Regions from separate parts of the Mus musculus genome. Here all the other regions are linked to region 4. The links are chromatin contacts, called in public HiChIP or PLAC-seq maps. All regions are on one chromosome and are shown on one strand. Each heading gives the region's core, a stretch centred on a gene start, on an enhancer-like site or on the middle of the called end of the contact. The rest is flanking DNA. Distances are from core to core; before and after follow the strand shown.

Region 1 (4,866 bases), core at 885-3,384, 420 kb before region 4:
CAAGAAGACCAGCAGCACCATCGGAAACAGCTGCCCAGGGTCCTGGTCAGGTGACACCTGCGGGACCAAGAGGGAAAGGAGAGTGAGACCCAGGGACTGCCTGGGGTGAGGAGCCAGCTCTTGGGGCTGGCTCAGAAGAAGCACCTATGCACAACTGGGGGGTTCTGGGATACAGTGTGAACTTGGGCATTCAAGCCAGTGGGGGGGGGGGCGCGGGGGTGAGCAGGGGAGGCGACCCAGAGACCATGACTGACAAGAGCATCCTCTCTCTTAGAGGAAGGCTCCCTGCAGGAGGGGCCAGATGGCACTGTGTGGACTTGAACCTCCCTCAGTTCACCAGCCAATCAAGCAGATTGCTGGGATGGGGCAAGAGGTGGGGAAGAGACTTTAGAGAGGGGTGGAGACTGTGGCTAACTAGACAGCGTAGCTAAGGAGCTGCTGGCTGCCCCATGGGAAGGATAAGACATGGACTAGAGGCTTCAAGGTGCTTACCCAGGCGCCAGGAGTCAAGACTCTCCAGGACCAGATGTTTTCCCTGAGGTTGGTGAGGCTTCGAATCAAGCTCCTGAAAATACCTCTGACACCTGTCCGGCTGTAGGTGACAGCGAGTCTGTAAGACACGAGATGAGCAAGGTGGTCACTATAGCCGTAGGCACTGGAAGTGTACGCGTGTGACCCCTTACAGCATGGCCCACAGAGAGCCCCTGTGCGCCTCTGGTTCTCTCTCTGCCCAGAGCCACCCTCAAGGAGCACCTGCCTCTCTGAAGGCCCCTGAGCCTCGCTCAGATCCACACGGCCTTGTGAGTCGGGATCTCTCCGGACTCTTCAGCTTGAGAAGCAAAAGAAAGGCCCTGAGTGGTGCTTGATCTACTGCTAAGGCCAGAGGGAGGATTTGGGGGGACCCACGTGGGGGCTGGAAGGCAAGGGGTTTCAAGCTTGCCTGAGAACTCCCATACTCCTCTTCCAAGGTTTGCAGGGCTCCCTTGGGGCCCAGCCCTGTCCGGTTCACCCTGGGTAACTGGTTACCTGTGTATAGCAATCCCAGGCAGCTGGACCAGACGGGGGCTCCGCAGACACAGGTCCATCTCATCGCCGATGCAGGCCAGCCTCAAGGCCACCTGGTTTCTGCAGGAAGGCATACATAAGGCAGTTTGGTGTGGTTATGCTGGGGAGGCCATACCACACACCCAGCCTAATTTCCATGGAATTCAGGACCCAGCAAGAGGAAGGCAGTGGGATACTGGGGGAAGGAGGGAGCGGGGCGGGGGGGCTAGCAGCAAACCTCCTCGGTGTCCCTCTTATCCATGGGTGCACTTATGAGTAAGAGCCATTTCAAATGTGCCCCTGTAGGATAAACCACAGGCTACTGAGACCTATCCCAGCCTATACCCCATGTCTGCCTCTTGCGGAAGTCAGACACAAAAGTACTAGGGGATGTCTTGTGAACCTGCCCGGAAGTCAGGGACAGCTTACTTCTGCTTACTCCAGGAACTTTCCTTTAGAGAATCTTGGGGAGGGGCCTACCTGGTGAACATTGAAGAACAAGTGTGGGGTGTGTGTGCTTGGAGCCCCTTCAGTTGGCTTCCTATAGGGTCTCAGTCTATCCTGCTCCCGGAGACCTGTCCCTGGTTCCCAGTCTCAGAACACTGGTGCCTGCACCTTCTCCAGATGGAGAGCAGTAAACCAAATTCAATTCCCTCCACCATCTACACTGGTAGCACGTGCCTTCAATTTAAAGAAAATCTCAGGGGCTGGAGAGGTAGCTCAGCAGCTAAGGTACTTGTTGCTCAGGCAGACGACATGATTGTTTACAGCCACCTGTAATTTCAGTTCCAAGGGCTACAGCGTCCTCCTCTGAGTACTGCAGGCACCAGGGATGTACGAAGGGCACAGACATACGTGCAGGCAAGCACTCATGCACATAAAATAAATCTTTTAAAAACAATAAAAAGTCTCCATTGAAACAGGAGACACACTTGTGTGGTGAATACACACACAAACACACACACACACACACACACACACACACACACACACACACACACACTGAAACCAGCCTGGCTAAGCCCTTCCTGGGGTTTGCCCACACATTCCACACCAGCGACACAGCAGCTCACTGGAAAGTCCCTACAGAGGGCATCTCCAGAGCCACCTGTTCCACACACCCAGTGTCCTAGGTTTCTTCCTGATTCTGATGGTCACAAGGGTTCAAGGAACCTGGAAGGTCGCCTGGCAACCGAGTTGAGCGGATTTAGTCCCGCCTATTCCCTGAGAGACCCCCCAGGAAAACACTGTCCCCGGCTTCATTCCACTCAGGAATGGAGCAGAAAGTGAGGCGACACTGATTCCACAACCAGAGTGGCAGAGAACCCTGAAGCTGAGGGTACACGTGAAGAGCCTGTGCTGACCTGCCTATGTGCAGAAGGACTCGCCCTGGCCAGTATGGCTGCTCTCTCTTTCTGCTGGGAAATGAAGGATGGGTCTCAGAGCCTGAGCAGGGAGGGACTTGGCCTTCTGGACACAGAGGCAACAACAGATAAGCCCTCTACTAGTGAAACCAGATGGCCCAGGTTCAGGCTGCATTGTGCTGGTCCCGACACCCAGGAAACACACTGGAGCCCTGTGTGGGTGGGGGGACCTCCAGGAGCTCCTTGCCCTGTTATCTCCCCACTCCCCTTCCCCCCACTCCTCTATATAGAAGGTGCTGTTCCAACCCATGTCCAGTGGAGAGTCCAGTCAGGCCCTACCTGCCTTCCACGCACTCCATGAGGTCCACGTCTCTCACAGGCTCCTTCATGCTGGGAGTCTCAGAGGCCACTGGAGGTTGGGGGACCTGGTCGTGTGGAACAGTCTTGATGACGTCTCTGGCCATAAGTCTCGCCTCCGACATGTGTTCTGTGGGATAAAATAAGGCAGAGCGTGACTAGATCTCCAGAACTATGCACCGGTGGCTACAGACCATAGTAAGTGCTTGGTATGTGGGGCACAGAAAGCCCCCGGGAACTACAAGGCCTTGGTATATGAGTGTTCCTGACCCTCCTCTGTCCCAGAATGAGTCACAAAAACCAGAGATGCTTCCATCCAGGCTGCTCACATAAGCTGGGCTATCTTTCCCAAAGCAGGCCACCAAGCTTCAACAAGATTCTGGTCCTCTTTCCTGGTCCCTTGAAGATCAGGACGTTCAAAGACTCTGAATAGACTCCCCACTAGCCCCACCCCAGTCTGTCCAGAGCCTGCTAATGCTGTTTGCCCAGCCATAGCTCTACACACCACTGCCCCGTAGCAGACCTGAGCATCAAACCAAGTTTCTCCAAGGGCTGGGAGAAAAGCTTGTCCTTACCATGCAAGCATGAGGACTTGACTTAAGATCTCCAGAATGCAAGGCAGGACTCTGGAGGAGCTGTGTGCAGCACTACATGCCTGGAACCCCAGGACTGTGGAGCTGAGAACAGAGTCCATGGGGCTTGCTGACCAGCCAGCCCAATTTCATCAGTGAGTCCCAGTTTCCAGATCCTGTCTCAGAAACCCAAGTCACGTCTGGAGGGACGGGTTAATCAGGTAGAGACAGTGTGTACCACTCTTGCCGAGGAACAGAGTTCCATTCCCAGAATCCACATCGGCAGTTCGCAACCCCTTATAAACTCCAGGTGGAGGGGCTCAGAGCCCTCTTTCACCCTCCAAGGGCACCCACACTCTCACACACACACATATGCATACAACATACAATTATCAAATCTTCGGGGGGAGGGGACCCAAGGTGGATGGCTCCTGGGGGAACAGCAATGTTGACCTTTGCCCTCTACATGTGTGCACACACGTGTATATACACACACATGCATGCATACCCACACATAAAACATGTGTATATACAAAAGTTCTTCATGTCTCCAGGTCTTCATGCCTGAAGGCTCCCATGAGGTAGAAAAAGTGACTGTCACTTTTCTGTCTTTGACCATCTATGACAGAAACATGAACCATGTCCCCTGTAATGAGGGCAGGGGAAATATGTCAGACTCTGCTGCCCCATATCTAAGAATAACCTTCTTGCCTCTGTGGCCATTTCCTCTGAGCTGCTTGGGCCGTCATCCAACTCTCCCCGACTCCTCCTCCCCCCAGCCCTTCCAGAGTCCTCCACGCAGGCTGTGTGCCTCAGCAAATCACCAAGTCCTGGGTCTCTGAAGTGAAGATACTAAGGACCCCAGCTCTGTCCTTGGGGACAGAGGAAAGCCCAGGCACCCCTGCCCACAAAGAGACTGAAGTGAGTTCCCAAGGAGAGCGACTCCTTCGCCCTGACTTTATGAAGAACACAACTAGCGGGTTTCACTGTTTTCATCCCTGAGGGCGGAACCTGAACCTCACGCAAGACAGGGCCGTGTGTGCCACTGGGGGCAGAACTTGAACCTCACGCAGGACAGGGCTGTGTGTGCCACTGGGCCACACCTACAGCCTCATTCCTTCTTTACTTATTCTTTTCTTAGTCTCAGTGTGTGTGTGTGTGTGTGTGTGTGTGTGTGTGTGTGTGTGTGTGATGGAAGGGGACACATGCCACACTGGCCATGGGGAGGTCAGAGGACAACTCTGCAGAGCTTGTCCTCTCCTTCTGCCTTCACATGGGTTCTAGGAACCACACTGAGGTCACCAGGTTTTGTCCCCAGTGAGCCTCTTCCCAGGCCCTTGACACTCCCCCACCCCCACCACCACCTTTGAGACTAGCTTTTTTTATGTAGGCCTGGATGTCCTGGAACTTTCTCTGTAGACCAGCCTAGCCTTGAACATGAGATCTGTCTGCTCCTGCCACCTGGTGCCGGGATTAAAGGGATTCCCCACCTCCTTTAATGTCTGCTATTGCTCTGGAGTAATTATGAC
Region 2 (4,782 bases), core at 1,913-4,412, 270 kb after region 4:
TAATCTCAGTACTCAAAATGCTGAGGCAGGAGGATTGCTGTGAGTTTGAGGCCAGCCTGGGCATTACAATAGAGACCTTGTTCCCAGAAGTAAAAATAAATTGATTTTGTTAGAATAAATACATGTTGTCTTTGTAGAAACGAGTTCTTCTACAAATGGCACCACCTAGTATTATATTATTACATGGGAACCCTGGCTGTAATGGTTAATGAGTTCTGCTGACTGTACCACATTCTGGTTCATTGCCTATCTCCTGATTGCTACTCTTGAAATTAGTGTATTTCTTGCAGTGTTGCTATGTACTTTGTCTGACATCCCGTGTTTCTTTTTTAGTCCATGTTGTATACCATTTTGTATGAAATAAGTGTTTCTCACTCCTCAACTCATAATAGGGTACTCTGAAATTCTGAGAATGAGAGTACTTTATCTATCAATCAGTGTCCCAGTAGAAAACAAATAGCACATTAAAACTGGTAACTTGAGGTGCATTTAATTGCATTTCTAGTTTGTTCAGGAGAAGAGAAGCTTTGTATTCTATGAATAATTTGTATAAGGAATTTATTAAAACTTATTTGTAATACCAATAAGAATAAGGATTGGTTCAATATGGGAAGAACCGGGATTGGGAAAGCCTGTCAGGCTGTTGATGATCTGGTCATCATAGTACATATTCTTGGGAGTTTGTGGGGGAGCTGTTGGGAGTCTGTGTCAGCTGCAGTTGCCTCCAGGGAATATCAGCCTCTCTTTTTCTTCTTTCTAGTCTCTCTTTGTACACTTTAACCCCCTGTAGTACCACTCCCAGCCCCAGCTCCAGCTCCTGATCTGCTGAGCATGTAGAAAGGGATGTGGACAGCCATGCAGAAGGATAACCAAACTGGGAGATTAGCATCTTCTGGCCTGGTATTCATGGGGAGTTGTTAATACCTCCTGAGCTTAAGGGCAAGAAGTAATTTCCGAGCTCAGAGAAAATGGCTAAATGTTTAAATTGCCAAACATCTGACAGAGCTTGTTAGCAGAGTCTTTACCAGCCTCAAAAATTGCCTAGTCAGGGCCAGGAGAGTAAATTTTGTTCCCTACTTCCAAACTGGTCCAGAAGCCAGAGGATGGTAGAGCCTGTCTGTTTTCTCTGTGGAGCGGAGCCTAGAGGTCAGTTAGTATATCCTCACAGGGGGTCTAAATAGAATTATTAACTTGAGGACTGAAACTTTTTTGCTGTTGTTTAAACAGGAATGTATTCTGTCATTCTGGCAATAGATCAATAGCAATAGCTAAATCTACTTGGAAAGGTAGAAACTTTCTTGAAGATTCTTCAGGGGTCTTTGGGGGAGAAAAGATTGGGTTGGAGAGGGCTGGTGAGATGGCTCAGCGGGTAATTTCCAGCTGGGTTTCTCTTCTAGGCAAGAATTATTAATGAGCAACACAGCCTTATTCCTTGTCTTAATTGTTGTGGGTTTTGTACTAATGCATTAAACATTTTCCCAGAATCAAAACTCATGACCTGTTACTGTATCCTCTACCTGGAGTCATACTCTCCTGTAGTGTAACAGACAACACAAATAACCTAATGACAATGTCAGAAAGGTGGGACTACATCAGGTGGGGAATGGCAGGATTCTACTTCCATGGAGACATCCCAGCAGAAAGTTTTTTCCTGAGGCATCGAGGGTTCTTTAAAGAACTGGGTGCTGGGCTGGAGAGATAGCTCATCAGTTAAGAGCACTGACTGCTCTCCCAGAGGTCCTGAGTTCAATTCCCAACAACAACATAGTGGCTCACAACCATCTGTAATGGGATCTGACGCCCTCTTCTGGAGTGTCTGAAGACAGCTACAGTGTACTCATATTAAATCAATCAATCAATCAATCAATCTTAAAAAAAAACAAAACAAAACCAAAAACCGAATGCATTGGAGAGAATAATGCTCTTAGATGATGACAGAAAGACAACAAAAGTTAATACTAGTTTTCAATAAAAGTGAGGTCACCAGCTTTCCAAACCAGGCTGGAGAGAACAGTCCACAACTGGGACTGGAATGTGTAGACTCAAAGTCCTGGACCTTATAACTACTCTTTTGTGGTCTCTTGCTCTTGGTGGCTCTGAATTAGGTGGTCAAGAGAGGTACTTTGAAGACAATTTTATGTCAAGAAGCAGTCAGATCTGACTTATAGGTGACTACAGTATAAGGAATCCATAGTAATACCAAGTTGAGTGTCCCAGAGTCACTAGTCACCATAAGCAGGCGATTTTGAGGAACTAGCTTTGGTTCTCAGGATGGGTCTTTGTCTTGGAGTGATTGGAGTAGTCTTGGACACCTCCTGAAACAACTGCTCCGTCATTATCTGAGGCTCCTCAGCTTAAATTAAAAGAGCTTTTGTCACCCCACAGTAACTAAAGATTTATTTAAAAAATGTCTTTGTTTGTAATAACATTCCAATATTTACTCCAGTTGAATTTGTAAGACTCATTTATCTAATGAAGTTTTTAAAGACTATATTGAATGTGTTTGTGTATTCCTAGTATTTTCTTTGTTGTATTACAGATTCCTTCATTCTTTAGACCATTTATCTGCTTACTTGCATTATTAGAAATTGATAGAAAAAGGAGATGGAATTTAAGCAATCAGCTTTATCTGGTCACTGAGTTATTTATCTAGGCTTGATCTTTGTGTCAAGCAGATGCATGTCTCATGCTTTTTCTTTTTTTCCCTTTCTAGGAGGGCTGCTGGCCTGCTGCTGTGCTGCTGAACAGTATGCAGTCGTTTCGGGAGCAAAGCAGTTACCACGGAAACCAGCAGAGCTACCCACAGGAGGTGCACAGCTCATCCCGCATAGAAGAGTTCAGCCCTCGCCAGGCCCAGATGTTCCAGAATTTTGGGGGAGCAGGTGGTGGTAGTAGTGGCACTGGCAGCAGCAGTAGCGGTCGACGAGGAACAGCTGCTGCAGCGGCAGCAATGGCTAGTGAGACCTCTGGCCATCAAGGCTATCAGGGTTTCAGGAAAGAAGCTGGAGATTTTTACTACATGGCAGGCAACAAAGACACAGTGGCAGCAGGAACCCCACAGCCTCCTCAGCGAAGGCCTTCTGGGCCTGTACAGAGCTATGGACCTCCCCAGGGGAGCAGCTTTGGCAATCAGTATGCGAGTGAGGGTCATGTGAGCCAATTTCAAGCACAGCACTCTGCCCTTGGTGGTGTGTCTCATTATCAGCAGGATTACACAGGGCCTTTCTCTCCTGGGAGTGCTCAGTATCAACAGCAGGCCTCTAGCCAACAACAGCAGCAGCAGCAGCAGCAGCAACAGCAGCAGCAGCAGCAACAGCAGCAGCAAGTACAGCAGTTGAGACAACAGCTTTACCAATCCCATCAGCCTCTGCCACAAACCACTGGACAGCCAGCCTCTGGCTCATCGCATCTACAACCAATGCAGCGGCCCTCAACTCTGCCATCTTCTGCTGGTTATCAGTTAAGAGTAGGTCAGTTTGGACAGCACTACCAGTCTTCTGCTTCCTCCTCTTCCTCCTCCTCCTTCCCTTCTCCACAGCGTTTCAGTCAGTCTGGACAAAGCTATGATGGCAGTTACAGTGTGAATGCTGGATCTCAGTATGAAGGGCATAATGTGGGTTCTAATGCACAGGCTTATGGAACACAATCAAATTATAGCTATCAACCTCAGTCTATGAAAAATTTTGAACAGGCAAAGATTCCACCAGGAAACCAGCAGGGGCAGCAGCAGCAACAGCAGCAACCACAACCTCAGCAACAGCAGCCGCAGCAACAGCAGCAACAGCAGCAGCAGCAGCAACATCCTCCCCAGCATGTGATGCAGTACACAAATGCTGCCACCAAGATGCCTCTGCAAAGCCAGGTTGGGCAGTACAACCAGCCTGAGGTTCCTGTAAGGTCTCCCATGCAGTTCCACCAGAATTTCAGCCCTATTTCTAACCCTTCTCCAGCTGCTTCTGTGGTTCAGTCTCCAAGCTGTAGCTCTACACCTTCTCCTCTCATGCAGAGTGGTGAGAATCTCCAGTGTGGGCAAGGCAATGTGCCCATGAGTTCCAGAAACCGAATTTTACAGCTAATGCCCCAGCTCAGTCCAACTCCATCAATGATGCCCAGTCCTAACTCTCATGCTGCAGGATTCAAAGGATTTGGATTAGAAGGGGTGCCGGAAAAGCGGCTGACTGATCCTGGGTTGAGTAGTTTGAGTGCTTTGAGTAGTCAAGTGGCCAATCTTCCTAATACTGTCCAGCACATGTTACTTTCTGATGCTTTGACACCTCAGAAGAAGACGTCTAAGAGGCCCTCATCATCATCTAAGAAAGCAGATAGCTGTACAAACTCAGAAGGCTCCTCACAGCCTGAAGAACAACTAAAGTCCCCTATGGCTGAGTCATTGGATGGAGGTTGCTCTAGTAGTTCAGAAGATCAAGGTGAGAGGGTGAGGCAACTGAGTGGCCAGAGCACTAGCTCTGACACCACCTATAAGTGTGGCGCTTCAGAGAAAGCTGGCTCCTCACCAACACAAGGTGCTCAGAATGAGGCCCCTAGGCTCAGTACCAGTCCTGCAACTAGGGACGAAGCTGCCTCTCCAGGTGCTAAGGACACATCACTGTCATCTGAGGGGAACACAAAAGTCAATGAGAAGACAGTTGGGGTGATTGTCTCCCGAGAAGCCATGACAGGTCGGGTAGAAAAATCTGGTGGACAAGATAAAGGCTCCCAGGAGGATGATCCTGCTGCCAGTCAGAGACCACCTAGCAATAGTGGCGTAAAGGAAATCAGCCA
Region 3 (5,347 bases), core at 1,627-4,126, 340 kb before region 4:
TATGTGCACAGGCCAAAGAATAAAGCATTTAAGCAGGCAAGGGCGGGGTGGCAGCTTCCTAATCGGTGACACATTCATTCCACGCATTTGGCAGCAGTTCGCTTCATTCCTAGGTAGATCCAGGAATGTGTTCTTCTGGCCCCAACAGTTAACGTTTTTTGGTGTCTCCAAACTTAATGACTCGTTTGGATGGTGCCGGAAATGGATCCCAGGGTCTTGTGAAGTGAGCCATACCCTCCAATTGTGTGTGTGTGTGTGTGTGTGTGTGTGTGTGTGTGTGTGTGTGTGTGTTTAGTGCATGTACAGAGGCCATGAGATTAACTTTGGGTATCTTCCTCTATGACTGTCCCAAGTTATTTATTTATTTATTTATTTATTTATTTATTTATTTGAGACAGAGTCTTTCAATGAACCTGGAACTTTTCCTGTCAGTTAGGCTGCCTGGCTAGAAACTCCCCCCAGCATTTGCATTATACATGCATGCTACTCTAGCTTTTTACCCGGTTTCTGGGAATCGGAACTCGGGTCTTCATGTTGGTGCCATAAGTACTTTACCCACAGAACCGTCTCTCCTGCATGCTAATCCCAACTGAGAAATGAAAGCTTAGTGGAGCTTGGTAGTGCAAGCCTTTCACTTCCAGCACATAGGAGGTAGGTCTCTTGTGAGTTTGAAGCCAGCCTGGTCTGTAGTGAGACCCTGCCTCAAACAAAATAAATAAGGAAAATAAATACAAGTGGAAGCAGTTTCATCGACGAGAGAGACCCTGAGACAAGGTCAGCAGCCACTGGCCACCCTGAGAGCCCGGCAGGCTCACTAGTCCTGGTCTTTCCTGGACTTCTGTTTTAAAGTGGAGAAAATCAAGCCCCAAAGAAGGGAAGGAACTTGCAGGGTGGAGTGGCCATTTGCTGCCAAGCAACCCTCCCTACCATATCTCCTCGATTCTTGCATGCCTGAAGTGCTCCAGTGGAGAGGAACCCCTTTCTTTCTCCCTGTAGAGCTCATTGCTTTCTGGGAGGTCTTTGCTCTCTGTCATATTCTATCCACCTTGGGACAGTAAAAATGTCACTGTGTTTGATATTGTTGCCCCTTGTCTTTGCTAGGTTCACCGAACACTTGCCAGCTGCTCCCCCCCACCTTGTATTCTTTTGTTTTGTTTTGTTGAGACAGAGTCTGGATATGTAGCCTTGGCTGTCCTGAATCTCACTATGCAAACCAGGCTGGACTTGAACTCACAGAGCTCTGCCAGCCTCTGCCTCCTGAGAGCTGGGATTAAAGGCATGTACCACCATGCCTGGCTATCTCTACTTCTAGACATTGGAATTACTGAGATGATTTTTTTTTTCTTGAAGGAGTCACAGACATCATTGTTAAAAGGGTATTTTACAGGCAATACAGCTAGCCTCTGGGTAATTAAATAAATACATAAATAAATACATATTGAAAATGTTGGTCACTGTAAGGATATGAGTGGGGGAGGTTATTTTATATTTTCTGGGTGGGGGAGGGGCAAGGTCTCATATAGCTTAGGCTGACCTGAACTCTCTATGCAGTTGAGGATGACTGTGAATTCCTGATCTTTCTGCCTCTACCTCCTAAATGCTGAGATTACAGGCAGGTACCACTATGTCCAGCCTGAAAACTGGACTTCCTGTGTAGCTGGGGATGACCTTGAACTCCTGACCCTCCTGTTCTACCTTCCAAGTGCTACCTACTACATCTGCCTTTTCTGTTTTGTTTTGTTTGCAGGGAGGTTGAGGCAGGGTCTTACTATATATTCCAGGCTGACCTTACCTTTTTTTCTTTCTTTCTTCCAATTACTCGGTTGCGTAGGCTGCCTGGAGCTCTCAGCCATTCTCCTGTATCCGCCTCTTGAGTACTGGGATTACAGACACTAGCCACTGTCTGCCACCATTTACTCTTTACTCCATACAGTTCCCAGAAAGTTACCTGCTGTCAGTTTCTCAGACCCTCACCCACGCATCGCTTACTGTCCTCCTGGCCGGGACTGTGTGAGGTAGTGCTCAGCGAGGTATTAGCCGTTTTGGCTCATTATTTCTCTTTGCTCATAGGGCCAACCTCCTATCTGGCAGCGCTATGTGAGAAGCAGAAAGTCTGTATATTGTCTGGTGCTCTGATGGCCATATCGGCATCCTCTGGAGGGAAGTCTCTCCACCCCACTTCCTCTTCTTTTTTGTGTTTTTGGTTAGCCTGTAACACACTATGTAGACCACAGTGGCCATGAACGCAGAGATCCACCTGCCTCTGCCTCCTGAGTGCTGGGATTAAACGCGTGCGCCACCATCCCTGGCTTGGAGGAAACTTTCTTTAAAAAAAAAAAAAAATTGTGTGTATGAGTGTTAGCATGTCTGTACCTCGTGCGTGCCTGGTACCAACAAAGGCCAGAAGAGGGCGTCAGACAGATAACCCTCCAACTGGAATTTCAGATCAGGGTAAGCCTCTACGTACTAGGTACTTGGAATGGAATCCGGGTCCTCTAGAAAAGTAGCAATTTCTCCAGATCCGAGGAAACTTTCTCAAAGTCCACCTTATCTGAATTATAGATCAGGGACCGCAGTTGTTCTGGGTGCTAGGGAAACCACAAAACTCTGGCCCACTTTAAAAAAAAGTCCTTTAGTCCCGGTCCTTTGGGCGTCTCCCAGGGAGTGACCCGTGTTGGCCTCTCAGCGGCTTAAGTAGTAGCTCCTCGTTTGACTGACAGGAAAGGCCGCTAATGCTAGCCCAAGGTAGTTCCTTTAGCTTCTGGGGGGGCGTGCCGCCTCCGCTTTAGACTATCCAATCTGGAGCGCCGCTGGGCCGAAGGGCGGGGTCTGGATGCAGGCAACCAATAGGGCGAGCACAGCGGGCGCGGCGGGGGCGGCGCGGTCGCGGCTGGCGGCAGAAGCGGCTGCGGCGGGTCTGGGCAGGGCCGGGGAGCTCGGTTGGAGCGGAACGGGAAGGGGTCGGAGTCGCAGCCCGGCCGGGGCGGCGTGCTCAGTGGGACCCGAGGCGAACGGCGGCCGAGGTGAGGGGTGCGCCGCGACGGTTGGGACACGGGTCGGTGGCCGCGCCTACCCCTGTCAGGCCGCGCTGGGGCCGAGCGCGCGGGGCCGCGCCGCTCGAAACTTCTAGTCCGCGCGCGGGGGGCCACGCGCCGGCGGGCGGAGCCCGGGAGGCCCGAAGGGCGGCCGGAGCGGACGAGTCCCACGCGGACGCACTCATGGGGCGCTTTGCAGACTCTTGCCTTCCATTTCCGTCCTCCCCACACTCTGTGACCGCCGTGGTGAGAGCCAAGCCTGACCGGTGAACACGAACTAGGGGTGTGAGGCGAGACAGGAAAGGCTGCATGCTGTCCTTTTTGACTTTCATAGTTTTCGAGACTCAGTGGATCCGAATCGTCAATTCCCTCCTACCTCCCGTGGGGGCTCTAGAGCCGCGTTCTCTTCTCTTCCCAAAGACCCCAGGCTTGCGGACCCCCTCTGAGAAGGTCCACTTTTCTTTTTTTCCAGGAGTGGATCCAGAGGAGCTGGCTAGGGATCTCAAGGCCTTAGAGGTTAGACCTGGAAGTAGACACGCCCCAGGGGTGCTGCGTTCTTGTTGGCCCCTTGAGGGAAGATAGTTTTGGTCCGGGCTGTGTGCACCATCCCTGGCCCTTGTCGGCTTCCCTTGACCGCAGCTGTCCTTAGGTTTAGTGATGAAGGGGGAGTAGGTTGCTGACAGTCTCCAGGGCTACTCATTAGCGGTTTAGCAAAAACACTTCTGCACTGTCCTGATGTAAATCTATTTAATCCCGAGTTGTGGACGTGAGCTCACACCTTCCTACCCCCTGCAGGTTTTCCACTTTGCTTAAGTTCTGGTCTTGCACCTCTGGGATTGTCAGCTTGGAGCCCCTGGTGAAGGGATCAGCCAGGTGAACTGGGTTCTGTGTTAGCCTCCCTCTTCCGTCCCTGGGCGCTCAGATTCACTTTTCCACAGAAGTCCGGATTTGAGAGTTAGCGTAGTTGGGGGTTCTCCTGACTTTCCTGGAACACTCTAGTCTGTGCATTTACACTGAACTGTAGAGTTTGGCAGTCTCCTTGGTGAAGCTATGCTACTTTAGCCGTGAGGCCACTACATGAAAAACTTGTGTGATGTGTGCAGTTTAGAGGCTTTAAAGAAACTGATCATTGGGCTGATGGATATTTATTACTTGGGAAAGTAGCTGAGCACAGAGGAGTAGCTGACTGATTAGATCTGCTCTCTCTGTGCAGGATTTTTAAAGACTCATTGGACTAGAAATGGTATTTTAGTTCATGCTGTTTGGGGAGCTAGGGTTTGTTATTTCCAACCATAATAATTAGTGTAAAAGTGTGTGTATGTAAGAAACACATCTAAGTTTCCATGTTGTCTGGTAGAGAGAGGTGCCATTGGCTTTTCCGTAGTCCTCAGTGCCAGTACAGGTTTCTAATGGCCAGGCATTTCTAGGGGGAAGATAGGGGGTTGCCCTTAGTTTTAAGGGGTTTGTTTTGGACGCAGGGTCTCACTGAGTAGGCCAGGTTGGCTTGGACTTTTCAGAGATCTGCCTGCCCCTGCCTCTTGAGGGCTGAGATTGAAGGTGTATTACACCGTACCTGGCCACCCTTAATCTTTTTATTCTTTTCTTTTACCTGAAAGTCCATGCTGATGGGTTAAGGCCTGATTCTTAGGCTTCCTGGTTCTGAAAGGGGGGGGGTCATCACTCGGTTGTTACGGATGTTATGGACTATCAAATAACAGTAATAAAATTGCTAACTGTTGTGGCATCGTGTGAAGCATACGTGAGTGCTCTATGGCCAGCTTCACCTGAAACCAACCGCTCAGCTGACTCTGGCCTGCCTTATCTACCATCCCATTGTACCTGGCTTCCTGGAAGCCACCCTTTAGATTATGTAGGTAATAATCATGTTCACATGGGCCGAAGTGCCTGCTCAGTTTTTTTCCAGTTGGGAGCTACAGCTGCATACCTGAAGGCAGCAGAGGGAGGCAGGGCTGAGGTATGCAGTCGATTTGTATACTAGGGGCAGAGTCCTTTAAGGCCTCTGCACACCCTCCTCACACCTGAAAGTAGACCCGATGTCTAAATGGGCCTGAACTTGTCCCCGATGGATCTCAACGGTGGCTGGTGGTCTTTGGAATGGCTCTTTGGGGATTTATTTCCTCCCCCTGCCCCCGAATTTTAATATCCAGATGGCTGTGCTGTCTGCTGACTAGAGGCCATCTTAACAAGGACAGGTCTCCCGGGGCTGGGAGATGCTCAGTCAGTGAAGCACCTGATGTGCAAACCTAAGGACCTGCGCTTGAACCCCCAGCAAAAAATAAGGTGAGGACGGG
Region 4 (5,270 bases), core at 2,764-5,263:
CCCACATTGATGAGTGGTCTGAGCAGCTGGTGGGTTACTTTACCCAGTGTGTTCCTGCATTGTTTAGTGTGGAACTGTGGGCAGGTGCCGAGTGTCAGATAGCATCGGTCCAGAGCTCGTCAGAGGCCCCTGACAGTGGAAACAGAAGATGCTAAGCTGTCATAGGTGGAGCAGGATCCTAAGGACGCACAATATCAGTTGTGCGTGCTGTAAAGGGACAAACCGAGGAAGTAGAGGAAGCTGCGGCACTGTGACCCATTCAAGGCTAGCACAGTTAAGAGAACTTCAGCTAATTCTTATTTTCCTGAGTTAGATCCCAGCCCATGCCCAGCTGGAAGGGTCTCTTTTGGGTCAAAATCAGTCCTTCAGCTCTAAGGTTGCCCAGCAAAGGAATCTAGGAATGACAACTGCAGTGTCCACTCCTAAACACCTCCTTCTCTTACACCCTTCGAAATGGGTACAAACTTAATTCTTCTCAGAAACTGGAAGACATTCCTCTGTGTTTGCCCCTTCCTGACCCAAGAGACACCCTATACATGAGGGCCCAGCTCTTTACCTCTGGGGACAGCTGGCATGCCTTTGGCTTTGTGTAGAGTAGGGTGGTGAGACCCTTCCTGGCTCCCCTGCTTTGTGAGTTAGGCGTGCTGGGGCACCCTCCTGGCCAGGTGGTACTTTGGGGACTTGGGTGTTTGCATCATAATGTCATCTTGGGAAACAGAAAAGAAGGTGGGCCAACCCTCATGTCCCCCACTCCCTTGCATTATTTCTTTGTGTCTTGTTCAGGAGAAAAGAGGGCCTTGTTACTTTCCACTTCTCAATAAATGTTTGTTATTCCTAACTTTGAGCTATAATGTCTTTTTTCATGGATTTTATTATATTTATTGGATGTCTGTACATTTCATGACCCATGTGTGGTGGTCAGGGGCCAACCTGAGGGAGTCTATTCTCTCCTTCTGCCACATGGGTTCTGTGATTGAAACTCAGTTTTATCAGGCTTAAGGGTAAACACCTTTACCTATTGAGCTAGCTTGTTGGCTCTGGGCTGTTCCCACACACACATTTCTGTGTGTGTGTGTGTGCATGTGCATACATGCGCAAGTGCACAAGTGTATGGGCATACTTGATGCTTGAAGAGAACTAGATGGTGCCTGGAGAACTGGAGTTACAGTTGTAAGCTGCCTTGTAGGTACTGGGAACAAACCCTGGTCCTTTGGAAGAACAGCCAGTGGTCTTACCCCTGAATCATCTCTCCAGCCTCAAAGTAAATTCTTTTTTTTTTTTAAATATTTTTTTTAAGATTTATTATATGTAAATACACTGTGGCTGTCTTCAGACACACCAGAAGAGGGCGTCACATCTTGTTATGGGTGGTTGTGAGCCACCATATGGTTTGCTGGGATTTGAACTCATGACCTTCAGAAGAGCAGTCGGTCGGTGCTTTTACCCGTTGAGCCATCTCACCAGCCCGTAAATTCTTAAGATCAGAGATTATATATACTTCCAAAGTACACTCAAGAGTGCACATTCCCAGCCGGGCGTGGTGGCGCACGCCTTTAATCCCAGCACTCGGGAGGCAGAGGCAGGCGGATTTCTGAGTTTGAGGCCAGCCTGGTCTACAAAGTGAGTTCCAGGACAGCCAGGGCTACACAGAGAAACCCTGTCTCGAAAAATGAAAAAAAAAAAAAAAAAAAAAGAGTGTACATTCCCATGGACCAAAACCCTGCAGTACAAACACTAAACCCAGTGGCTCCATGTGCAGTGAAGGAGACTTCGGATTCCAAGAGTTTAGATAGCCCTGCCCCTCCAGATTTGCTTTCTGCAACAACTCCCTAGCTGGTTCCACTTCTCACATGCAGCTTTCTATTAGATATCCATGCCTCTGACGTCTCTATCATCTTGGAGTCTCTAATGCAGCCCAGGCTTCACCATAAAGGTTACGCTGTGGAATGAGCCTTGCCTCCTTCCAGCTTTGTCACATACACCAGTACCACGAGAATGCCAGGTCTGGCCAGCTTGACGGGGTTCTGGTCCCTCCCAGCACAGTAGCAGCAGCTTCTGTGTGGAAGGTAAACTTCTAGGCAGTTGTCTGGGAGCAGGAAATCCCTTTCTTTGCTAGCTGGGAGTGCTCTTGCGGGTGCAGAGTTGAAGGTGTCTCTTTCCACCTCACAATGACAGCCTCTGAGCACATGGCTGGGCTGCAGCGGAAGGTTTCTCAGGCTGTCCCTTTCCAAGTACTATTCTATCCCTGTCAGCAAGTAGCTACTTTCCTGATGCCACAGATCACCTGTACACTGTAAAGTATTCCTGGGAGTTTAAGTTCTCCAGAGTGAGACAACAGCTCCCTTGTTCCTGCAAACCAGGCCTCACACCTACTTATATGTCAACTTGACACTAGCAAGTCACCTGAAAGGAGGGAACCGCAACTGAAAAAATGTCTCTGAGTTCCAGCTGTAGGGAGCCAGCATCTTCTTAATAAGTGATTAGTTGGGGGAAGGCCCTGCTCATTGTGGGTGGGGCCCTCCCTGGGCTGGTGGTCCTGGGGTCTCTAAGAAATCCAATGGAGCAAACTACGAGAAGCAAGTCAGTACGTTTCATCAGCCCCTGCCTCAGGGTTCCTGACCTGCTGGAGTTACTGCTCTCGCTGCTTCTAATGAACTGTTTCATGAAACTGGAAATAAAGCCTTCCTCCCCACATTACTTCTTAGTCGTGTGTCATCACAGCAACGGTAACCCTAATGAACACACAAGTATCCTCCTGCTTCAGCCAGGATTAAAGCCATGCCCAGATGGATAAAGTTTATTTGGGCTCACTTCAGTTTGTAAAAATTTAAAAAATCTGCCAAGCATGGGTGATGTGTGGCAGTGTCCACCTTTAATCCCAGCACTGGAGGAGACAGAGGCAGACAGATCTCATGTGAAACTGAACCCAGCCTAGTCTACATAGCTAGCCTCAGGTCAGCCCAGGCTACATGGTGAAATCCTGTCTCAGCACACACACAGTATTTTCTTGAGGGAGAGAGCTCATGCCATGAGGCATAAGCCATGGAGTGGGTGTGGAGGTCAAAGGATAACTTGCTGAAAACAATTCTCATCTTCCATGGATGTAATTCAAGATGTCAGGCTTGCCAGCAAGTACTCTTTGTTTACAGTTTCAACCCCAGGCCTCTCAGCCCCTTGCTCTCTCAACTAAAGAGACTGACTGTTCATGGCATCTCACTGCACAAAATCCCAGTTGCACCACGATTTATACGGAATGCTATTTATTTTTTAAAAATTTATAGTCGGGGGCTGGTGAGATGGCTCAGCGGGTAAGAGCACTGACTGCTCTTCCAGAGGTCCTGAGTTCAAATCCCAGCAACCACATGGTGGCTCACAACCATCCGTAATGAGATCTGTCACCCTCTTCTGGTATGTCTGAAGACAGCTACAGTGTACTTATGTAAAATAATAAATAAATCTTTAAAAAAAAAATCTCAAATAAGCCAGGCAGTGGTGGCACACGCCTTTAATCCCAGCACTCGGGAGGCAGAGGCAGGCAGATTTCTGAGTTCGAGGCCAGCCTGGTCTACAGAGAAAGTTCCAGGACAGCCATGGCTATACAAAGAAACCCTGTCTCAAAGAAAAAAAAAAATTATAGTCGGGCAGTGGTGGCACACGCCTTTAATCCCAGCACTTGGGAGGTAGAGGCAGGCGGATTTCTGAGTTCGAGGCCAGCCTGGTCTAGAGTGAGGACAGTCAGAACTACACAGAGAAACCCTGTCTCGAAAAACAAACAAAAATTATGTGTTGAGTGTGCCTGTGCACCACGTGTCCTGGAACTGGGTTCCAGATAATTTTTGAGTGATCGGAAACGAACCCCTATCCTCTGGAAGAGCAGCCAGTGCTCTTTCCATTTATTGCTCCAGCCTCCCTCTACTTCCCAATAGGACAGGGAAGGCTAAATCTTAGGGCCGGGCAAGATCCCGGGAGGCGGGCCTAGGGCTGAGAGGGCGGGGCCCCGCGTGACGCCGTCGTCGTGGAAACGCAGCGGCGCCGGAACACGGAACTCCCAGCCGTCTCTGCGCTCCCAGTTGGCCAAGATGGTGTCTCGCAGGAAGAAACGGAAGGCTGGCGGCCACGAGGAGAGCATACCGAGCCCACCGGGGTATTCAGGTGAGCAGCTGAGGGCCAGGGACCCACCATTTTGCGGGAAGGTGGCTTGCAGGTGGCAGAGGCCCTGGCAACTCGTCAGGTATCGGGGTGCAGGACCCCGCCGCCCCGACTCTGGGTGCTGATTCCGCGGCTGTTCCTCCGAAAGGCCTTGGGCTCGGGCGCGGTTCCTCCAGGCGGCGCCAGGCGTCCTAGGCCCAGCGTTGCAGCTTCGTCGTCCTCAGAAGCTAGTTATCCGCTGTTCTGCTCGTGTCTCGTTCTTTAACAAGCGCTTCCGCAGCTGTCGCCCTCCCAGCCCCGAGATTCGCATCCCACTGGTGTAGACTTAACTGGGAAGGTGGGGCTAAGTCGGCAGGAGGGGTGGGGGGGGGGGAGTTAGCCCTAAACGAAGAATGGGTGGAGGGAAGAGAGTTGGTGTGCCAAGCAGAGCAGCCCATGCTATGGGGGGGGGGGGGGGGGGCTGATGATGTCAGACAGCGGATGCTCCGAGAACGCAACACTGTGCCCGCCCCCTCAGCCTCCTGCGGTGATTATCCGAATACATTTCCCTCCAGCTTCCCGTGGATGGGTGGATGAACAGGCGGGCCGATGGAGCTAGAAAGAGACATAGTGAATTGGAACTTGGGTGGCATAGACACAGACCTCCTTTCAGGGTACCCCAAACTCTCCTGCGCTCGTTTCCCCTGTTAGCTGTTCCAGTCAAGTTCTCGGCAAAGCAGCAGGCTCCTCATTACCTCTACATGAGACAGCACCGAGTTCGCCAAGGCACCCAGTCCACATGGCCTCCCGATCGAACCCTTTTTATCCTTAATGTGCCCCCGTACTGCACACAGGTAAGAGTCTGGTAGACCAGTGGGTTGTGAATGGGGGCTTGCCACGGGCCCTACAGAATCCTGGTGGTCAGATGGAAATTCCTACAAAACCCTCAGTGGAGGATGTTGAAAGACTGGGAGTTTCAGAATAAAAATATGTTTTGTTTTTTTTTTTTTCTCCCTGCCGCCGTCTAGGCAGGGTCCCCCTCTCCCTGGGCTGTTCAGAACTTCCTGAGGCTCAGGCTGGCCTCGAACTTGCTGTACTTCCCCACCCTCCCCGTCTCAACTCATTACAGTTATGAGTGGTCA
Region 5 (5,020 bases), core at 361-2,860, 390 kb before region 4:
TACACAGCCTGTGTCTCAGGAAAGACACCTGAAATGGCCTCTGGTCCCCACACACACACACACGCACACACAGAGACACAGCAGCTCAGCACACATAAAACATACTGTCTGAGTCGGTCGTGGTGGCTCACGCCTTTAATCCCAGCACTTGGGAGGCAGAGGCAGGCGGATTTCTGAGTTCGAGGCCAGCCTGGTCTACAGAGTAAGTTCCAGGACAGCCAGGGCTACACAGAGAAACCCTGTCTCAAACAAACAAACAAAACAAAACAAAAAACAAACAAACAAAACAAAACATACCGTCTGGACAAATGCTTCAAATCCTTTGGGAGGGCCCCTTGTTGTCACTACATGCCGAATGAAATGTTCACATTACATTACAACTTCAGAAACACGAGTTAATCGTCATCTCTGATTTCTGGATGGCAAAGTGGAGTGTCAGTAGGAGACAATGGCTAACCCTGCCCCGCACCTGCTTGGCCTCCAGATGCCTAGCTCAGTCTGTCATCTTGTATCCTGTCTTTTTTTTTTTTTTTTTTGGACTTAATTTTCATTTTTAAATTTTATTCGTGTGTGTGTGTGTGTGTGTGTGTGTATGTTTAGCCTACACATATTTCAATGCACCATATGCGCAGTTAACAGAAGGTTGTGAGCCACTATGTGGGTGCTGGGTATTGCCCTTCTTTGGAAGAGAAGTCAGTGCTCTTAACTGCCAAGCCATCTCTCCAGTCCTATTTTTATGTTTTTATCATGCGTGTGTGCACGAATGTTTTTTACATGTGTGCAGGGGCCCATGGAGGCCATTGGCTTCCGGTTTCTGATCCCGAGTTGGAGTTACATGCAGGTGGTTGTGGGGAGCCTGGCATGGGTGCTGGGAACTGAACGTGGGTCCTATGCAATAACACAGCACGTTTTTTTAAACCTCTGAGCCAATTTCCAGATTCTTTTTTTTTTTGGTTTGTTGGTTTTTTTTTTTTTGGTTTGTTTTTTGTTTTTGTTTTTCGAGACAGGGTTTCTCTGTGTAGCCCTGGCTGTCCCGGAACTCACTCTGTAGACCAGGCTGGCTTCGAACTCAGAAATCCGCCTGCTTCTGCCTCCCAAGTGCTGGGATTAAAGGCATGCGCCACCACTACCCGGCTTCACTAATTTCTTAATAACATTTATTGTGTGTGGGCGTGGGGAGGGGGTGCGTTCAACATGGCACACGAGTGGAGATCAAAAGACTACTTGTAGGTATCTGTTCTCTCCATCCATCACATATGTAGGTCCCGGGAGTCGAACTGAGCTGATAAGGCTTGGCTGCAAGCACCTTTATCCGCTGGCCCTGGCCCTTACAACTCTCATTTCTGGCCCTGAAGGGTGCGCGGATAGGATACCTTGCGCTTTCTAGCCTCTAAGCGGTGGATAGATAACTCGCAGAAAAATACCGAGGCAGGAAAGAAGGTGTCACAACCATGGACAGAAAAAATAATCAGGAAGCAGTAGCGCCAGCGGTTTTCGCGTTCTCGGTTGCTAGGACACCTCTCCGGAAGTGGAGTGAGCAAGGCGGACTGGTTGCAGTAGAGAGGACGGGCGGGCGGGGTCTTGTGCGCCGTGGGCGTGGCCGCGCGTGGAGATTGCGCACGCGCAGGCGGGCTTGCCCGTGAAGGATCCGGGCGGTTTAGCTTCTGCTACCCAGTCCGTGTCTCCGCTGCTCAACGTCGTTTTCTCTGTTGATATCCTGGGACTTGCCTTGTGCCTTCAACTGCTGTAATTGCATCATTATCTTTCTTACCGGCTATTCTAGGTAGGCTTTCAGTGCATCCACAGCCTGTATTGTTTGAGGTGGCATCTGTTGGGGGAGGTTGGGGGGCGCCGCACCTGTACGGGGAGCTCAAGGCTGCTCTACTTGCTCCTCTGCAAGACTGCACCGACCCGAGATGTTGCCCTCTTTGTTAGGAGGGGGATCTGGGAGTTGTGGTCCTCTGTGGAGCCCGGGCGGGGTGGGGTGGGGGGGGGGTGTTGCAGGGACTGCGTCCTCAACTGGACGCAGGAAGTATAGCCTTGCAAACCAAGTTGGTCTTGGTAAAACAGGCTTTGTTTGGGAAACACTTAATGAGCATAAAACAGTGATGTCATATGGCGGCACAAAAAGAGAAGCCCTGCTGTGCTGTCAATGAATGGGAGATACTAGTAGACAGCCACTTTAGGTCATGGCACTGTCTACCTACAGTGGTGTGGAGAGGAGTGGAGGTCATGGATGTGCAGTATTATATACTATTTTCTTTATTTAAATAGTCTTCATTATTTAATTTTTAATTATGTGTATATGTTTGTGTCTCAGTGCGCGGGGGTGGGGGTGGGGGTGCACGTGAGTGTAAGTGCTGGTGGAAGCCAGAAGAGGGCGTATGGGAGCTCCTTGGAGCTGGAATTATATACAGAAGGTTGTGTGCTGAGTGCTGAGGACCAAACTTATGTCCTCCGCAAGAGCAGGACTGGGTCTTACAGCTGAGCCATCTCTCCAGCCATTTAGGTCTTATTTTCTTAGAGATAGCTTCCCCCCGCCCCTTTCATTGAAAGCTTGTTGGAAAAGAATATAGATACTGGGAATCCTGGTGTCGTCGTGACGTCACTGACCCTGATTTGTAAAAATGTCAAAGTGTGGGAAGCAGGGACCTTGCTTTCTGAGGCTGGACACAGAAGGGTGATGAGACTCTGGTGAGTTCTCATCTTGCTGTTCCTAGGAAGGCTGCCTTGACTCCTGTCTGCGGCTGTGATCACAGCAGAGGTTGAAGCTCTTTGGAGTACTCCAACAAGCAAGTGTTCTGAGCTGCCCATCTTCCCCCGAGTCGCATTCTGCATGTTCCTAGGAAGCCAGGTCTTTATAGGTGATTGTTGCTGGTTTCTCCACCATGGAGGGCTGGGCTTCCTCTCATTCACTGACTGGCTTGAGTAGCACTTATCTGCTCCTCCACAGAGGGAATTTATTTGGGGGTTTCATGTAGCTCCGGGCTGGCCTGGAATTCCCTATGTAGCTGAGGATGACCTTAGATTTTTGATCCCCTTGCCTCTGTTTCCCAAGCACTGGGATTGCAAGCCAGTGCCACCATGCAGGACTCCACTTATTTTTTATCATTATGTATATGTGGACACACTTGTACTACGTATGGCCCATGGATGTCAGACGATAACGTTGTAGATTTGGTTCCCACCTTTATGTGCCTTCCAGGAATCAAACTCTGGGCACCAAACTTGCAAGACAACCCCTTTTACCTGCTTAACCATCTTGCCAACCTATTTTATTTTAATTTTTTTTTAGTTGTTGTTGTTTTTAAGATAGGGTCTCTCTGTGGAGTCCTAGAGCTCACTAGGTAGACCATGCTGTCCTGGAACTCATGGAGATCTGCCTGCCTCTGCCTCCCCAGTGCTGGGAGTAGAGACCTGGTGCCACCAGGCCTGGCACAATTCATCAGGTACTTACTAAGTACCTGCTGCTGCCAGACACTGTTTGGGGGCTGGGGATTCAGCAGGAGGTATGGTATGGGGATAGTCCTGTGCTGACGTGTCTGAGTTGAGACATACATGAAGTGGACAAATGGATTTCAACGCTGAGCGTGTGTAAGCATCATCTGACAGCTCCCTGGGTCCTCCAAAGCATCTGAGTTAGAACATCACTGGTGGGGGAAGGCAAGACCCAATCTTACTTCCGCCTCTGTCTCCCCTCTTCCTCCCTGGCTTCCCCTTTCCCTTTCCTCTTCCTGTGCTGGGGATGAATCCCCTGGCCTCCTGTAAGTCAGGCAAGTGGTCTACCAATCAGCCACACCCCACTCTCAAAAGGCCATTTTTCTAACCAGTTCCATGAGATGCTATGATGCTGGTAATGGCCCATGGGCCAGCCACACCATGAGTAAGAGCCAAACTAAGCCAACACACAATATGTGTGCCAGAGAGAGTAACTCCCCATATCCATGGTTTCACCTTCCATGATTTCAGTTCAGAAGATTCTAGAAATAAACAGTTCATTCTTTTAAAAATAATGGGTGTTTTTGCTTACACATGGCTTGTATGGCAGGTGCTGGCAGTGCATGTGGAGGCCAGAACAGGTCAGATTCTCTGATACAGAGTTACAGTTTTAAGCTGCAGTGTGGGCACAAGAGTTTCCAGTGCTCTTAACCACTGAGCCATCTCTCCAGCCCCAAGAAATTAATGGCTACTGTGTTGTAAGTGGTCCATCCTTGTGATTACTTTTCGGAAGTATTAACCTCCAGCTGCCTTGTCCTGCCTGAAACAGTAATTCTTCTTCCTCTTGAATTCTCAGGGTGCTTTTTACCCACAGTGGGCCCCAAAGTGTAGGACTGACAATCCTGGCTGTTTGGAAAGAGCTTTCCTTAAGTGGAGATGTACAAGCTTGTCACAGGCGCAAGGATGGGAAGAAATGCAGTTTATGTAGACTTTCAGGCATCAAGCAAGGTCTTGGAGTGCTTCCTCTGTGGACAGCAGGGGACTGCTGTAAAGCATGGCACTGTCTGGAGAATTGAAGATGGGCTGTCAGGAAAAGCTACTGTTGGGAGTGGCCAGATCTGCGGAAAGAACACAGGCTCTAGACATTCAGTTTGGTAGATAGGGGATGGAAGAAAGTAGGAGCTGGAGAGAGGCAGAAGTAAGGGCTGTTGGGAGACATGGGCTCCGAGGTGATGGCGCAAATAGGAGGTGGTGGCACAGGTAGGGCCGGGCTGGCCTTGCAGGTCCTGAACAGACTACTGGTTTTACCATTGGTACTGTGACCCAGGAGCTGGTAGCTTCACCTGATGCAGATGTCCAAGAACCAGCTGGGTCACACTGGGACGGCCATCAGGCCGGTGTGTTTGTCTAGCAGAGCTATATCGAACCCTGTATGGACATAGGGGATTTTCTGGGACACAGCTGATAACCTGATTTGTCTCCTTCAGGATCACACCTAAGCTTTGTCACAGTGTTGTATTTATTATTGTTTATTTTAAAATTTATTTATGCATTTTTTAAATGTGTGGGTAGTCTGTCTGCA

What was found. HiChIP or PLAC-seq counts read pairs in DNA pulled down with a chosen protein or histone mark.
Region 1: a contact with region 4 is called in an HNF4G HiChIP or PLAC-seq map of pancreatic cancer cells. The contact joins the enhancer-like site here to the promoter of Rrp7a in region 4. A contact is called at or near these places in 1 of 484 Hi-C or Micro-C datasets (embryonic stem cells), 6 of 115 datasets of contacts at active chromatin or transcription factors (the 230-238 cell line, effector CD8 T cells, embryonic hindbrain and 3 more) and 2 of 9 other capture datasets (adipose tissue and liver).
Region 2: an H3K4me3 HiChIP or PLAC-seq map of stem cell-derived neural progenitor cells shows a contact between it and region 4, with 13 read pairs. The contact joins the enhancer-like site here to the promoter of Rrp7a in region 4. A contact is called at or near these places in 1 of 39 promoter capture datasets (liver), 1 of 15 datasets of contacts at CTCF or cohesin (the NIH/3T3 cell line), 2 of 115 datasets of contacts at active chromatin or transcription factors (embryonic basal ganglia and stem cell-derived neural progenitor cells) and 4 of 9 other capture datasets (adipose tissue, embryonic stem cells, liver and 1 more).
Region 3: an HNF4G HiChIP or PLAC-seq map of pancreatic cancer cells shows a contact between it and region 4. The contact joins the promoter of Pacsin2 here to the promoter of Rrp7a in region 4. A contact is called at or near these places in 1 of 39 promoter capture datasets (liver), 2 of 115 datasets of contacts at active chromatin or transcription factors (embryonic stem cells and pancreatic cancer cells) and 3 of 9 other capture datasets (adipose tissue, liver and pancreatic islet).
Region 5: an H3K4me3 HiChIP or PLAC-seq map of bone marrow-derived macrophages shows a contact between it and region 4, with 2.8 times the contacts expected there. The contact joins the promoter of Ttll1 here to the promoter of Rrp7a in region 4. A contact is called at or near these places in 16 of 39 promoter capture datasets (the 3T3-L1 cell line, 3T3-L1-derived adipocytes, the SN4741 cell line and 10 more), 12 of 484 Hi-C or Micro-C datasets (Sertoli cells, cardiomyocytes, cerebellar granule neurons and 7 more), 12 of 115 datasets of contacts at active chromatin or transcription factors (bone marrow-derived macrophages, craniofacial prominence, embryonic forebrain and 9 more) and 4 of 9 other capture datasets (adipose tissue, liver, macrophages and 1 more).

What each region holds. Positions count from the first base shown.
Region 1 is chr15:83,539,324-83,544,189 of GRCm38.p6, reverse strand. It overlaps Bik (BCL2-interacting killer), which reads right to left. Exons shown (of 5, transcript NM_007546.2): 2 at 2,748-2,895; 3 at 1,027-1,125; 4 at 493-610; 5 at 1-57. The coding sequence starts at 2,890. It also overlaps the pseudogene Gm46495. Among named protein-coding and RNA genes, the nearest start is that of Mcat, 14 kb to the left of the region's middle. Within about 2 kb of position 2,134, at least 21 of the 459 cell types and tissues checked have an H3K27ac peak or open chromatin away from gene starts, as enhancers often do. A contact at or near this core is called in pancreatic cancer cells, where this site is marked.
Region 2 is chr15:82,855,216-82,859,997 of GRCm38.p6, reverse strand. Tcf20 (transcription factor 20) reads left to right here. Exons shown (of 5, transcript NM_013836.3): 2 at 2,714-4,782. The coding sequence starts at 2,750. Among named protein-coding and RNA genes, the nearest start is that of Tbrg3, 41 kb to the left of the region's middle. Within about 2 kb of position 3,162, at least 50 of the 459 cell types and tissues checked have an H3K27ac peak or open chromatin away from gene starts, as enhancers often do. A contact at or near this core is called in stem cell-derived neural progenitor cells, where this site is marked.
Region 3 is chr15:83,462,135-83,467,481 of GRCm38.p6, reverse strand. Pacsin2 (protein kinase C and casein kinase substrate in neurons 2) reads left to right here and starts at 2,876. Exons shown (of 11, transcript NM_001159509.1): 1 at 2,876-3,023.
Region 4 is chr15:83,121,544-83,126,813 of GRCm38.p6, reverse strand. It overlaps Rrp7a (ribosomal RNA processing 7 homolog A (S. cerevisiae)), which reads left to right and starts at 4,013. Exons shown (of 7, transcript NM_029101.4): 1 at 4,013-4,152; 2 at 4,840-4,982. The coding sequence starts at 4,080. It overlaps Poldip3 (polymerase (DNA-directed), delta interacting protein 3), which reads left to right. Exons shown (of 9, transcript NM_178627.4): 9 at 1-846.
Region 5 is chr15:83,507,497-83,512,516 of GRCm38.p6, reverse strand. It overlaps Ttll1 (tubulin tyrosine ligase-like 1), which reads left to right and starts at 1,610. Exons shown (of 12, transcript NM_178869.4): 1 at 1,610-1,783.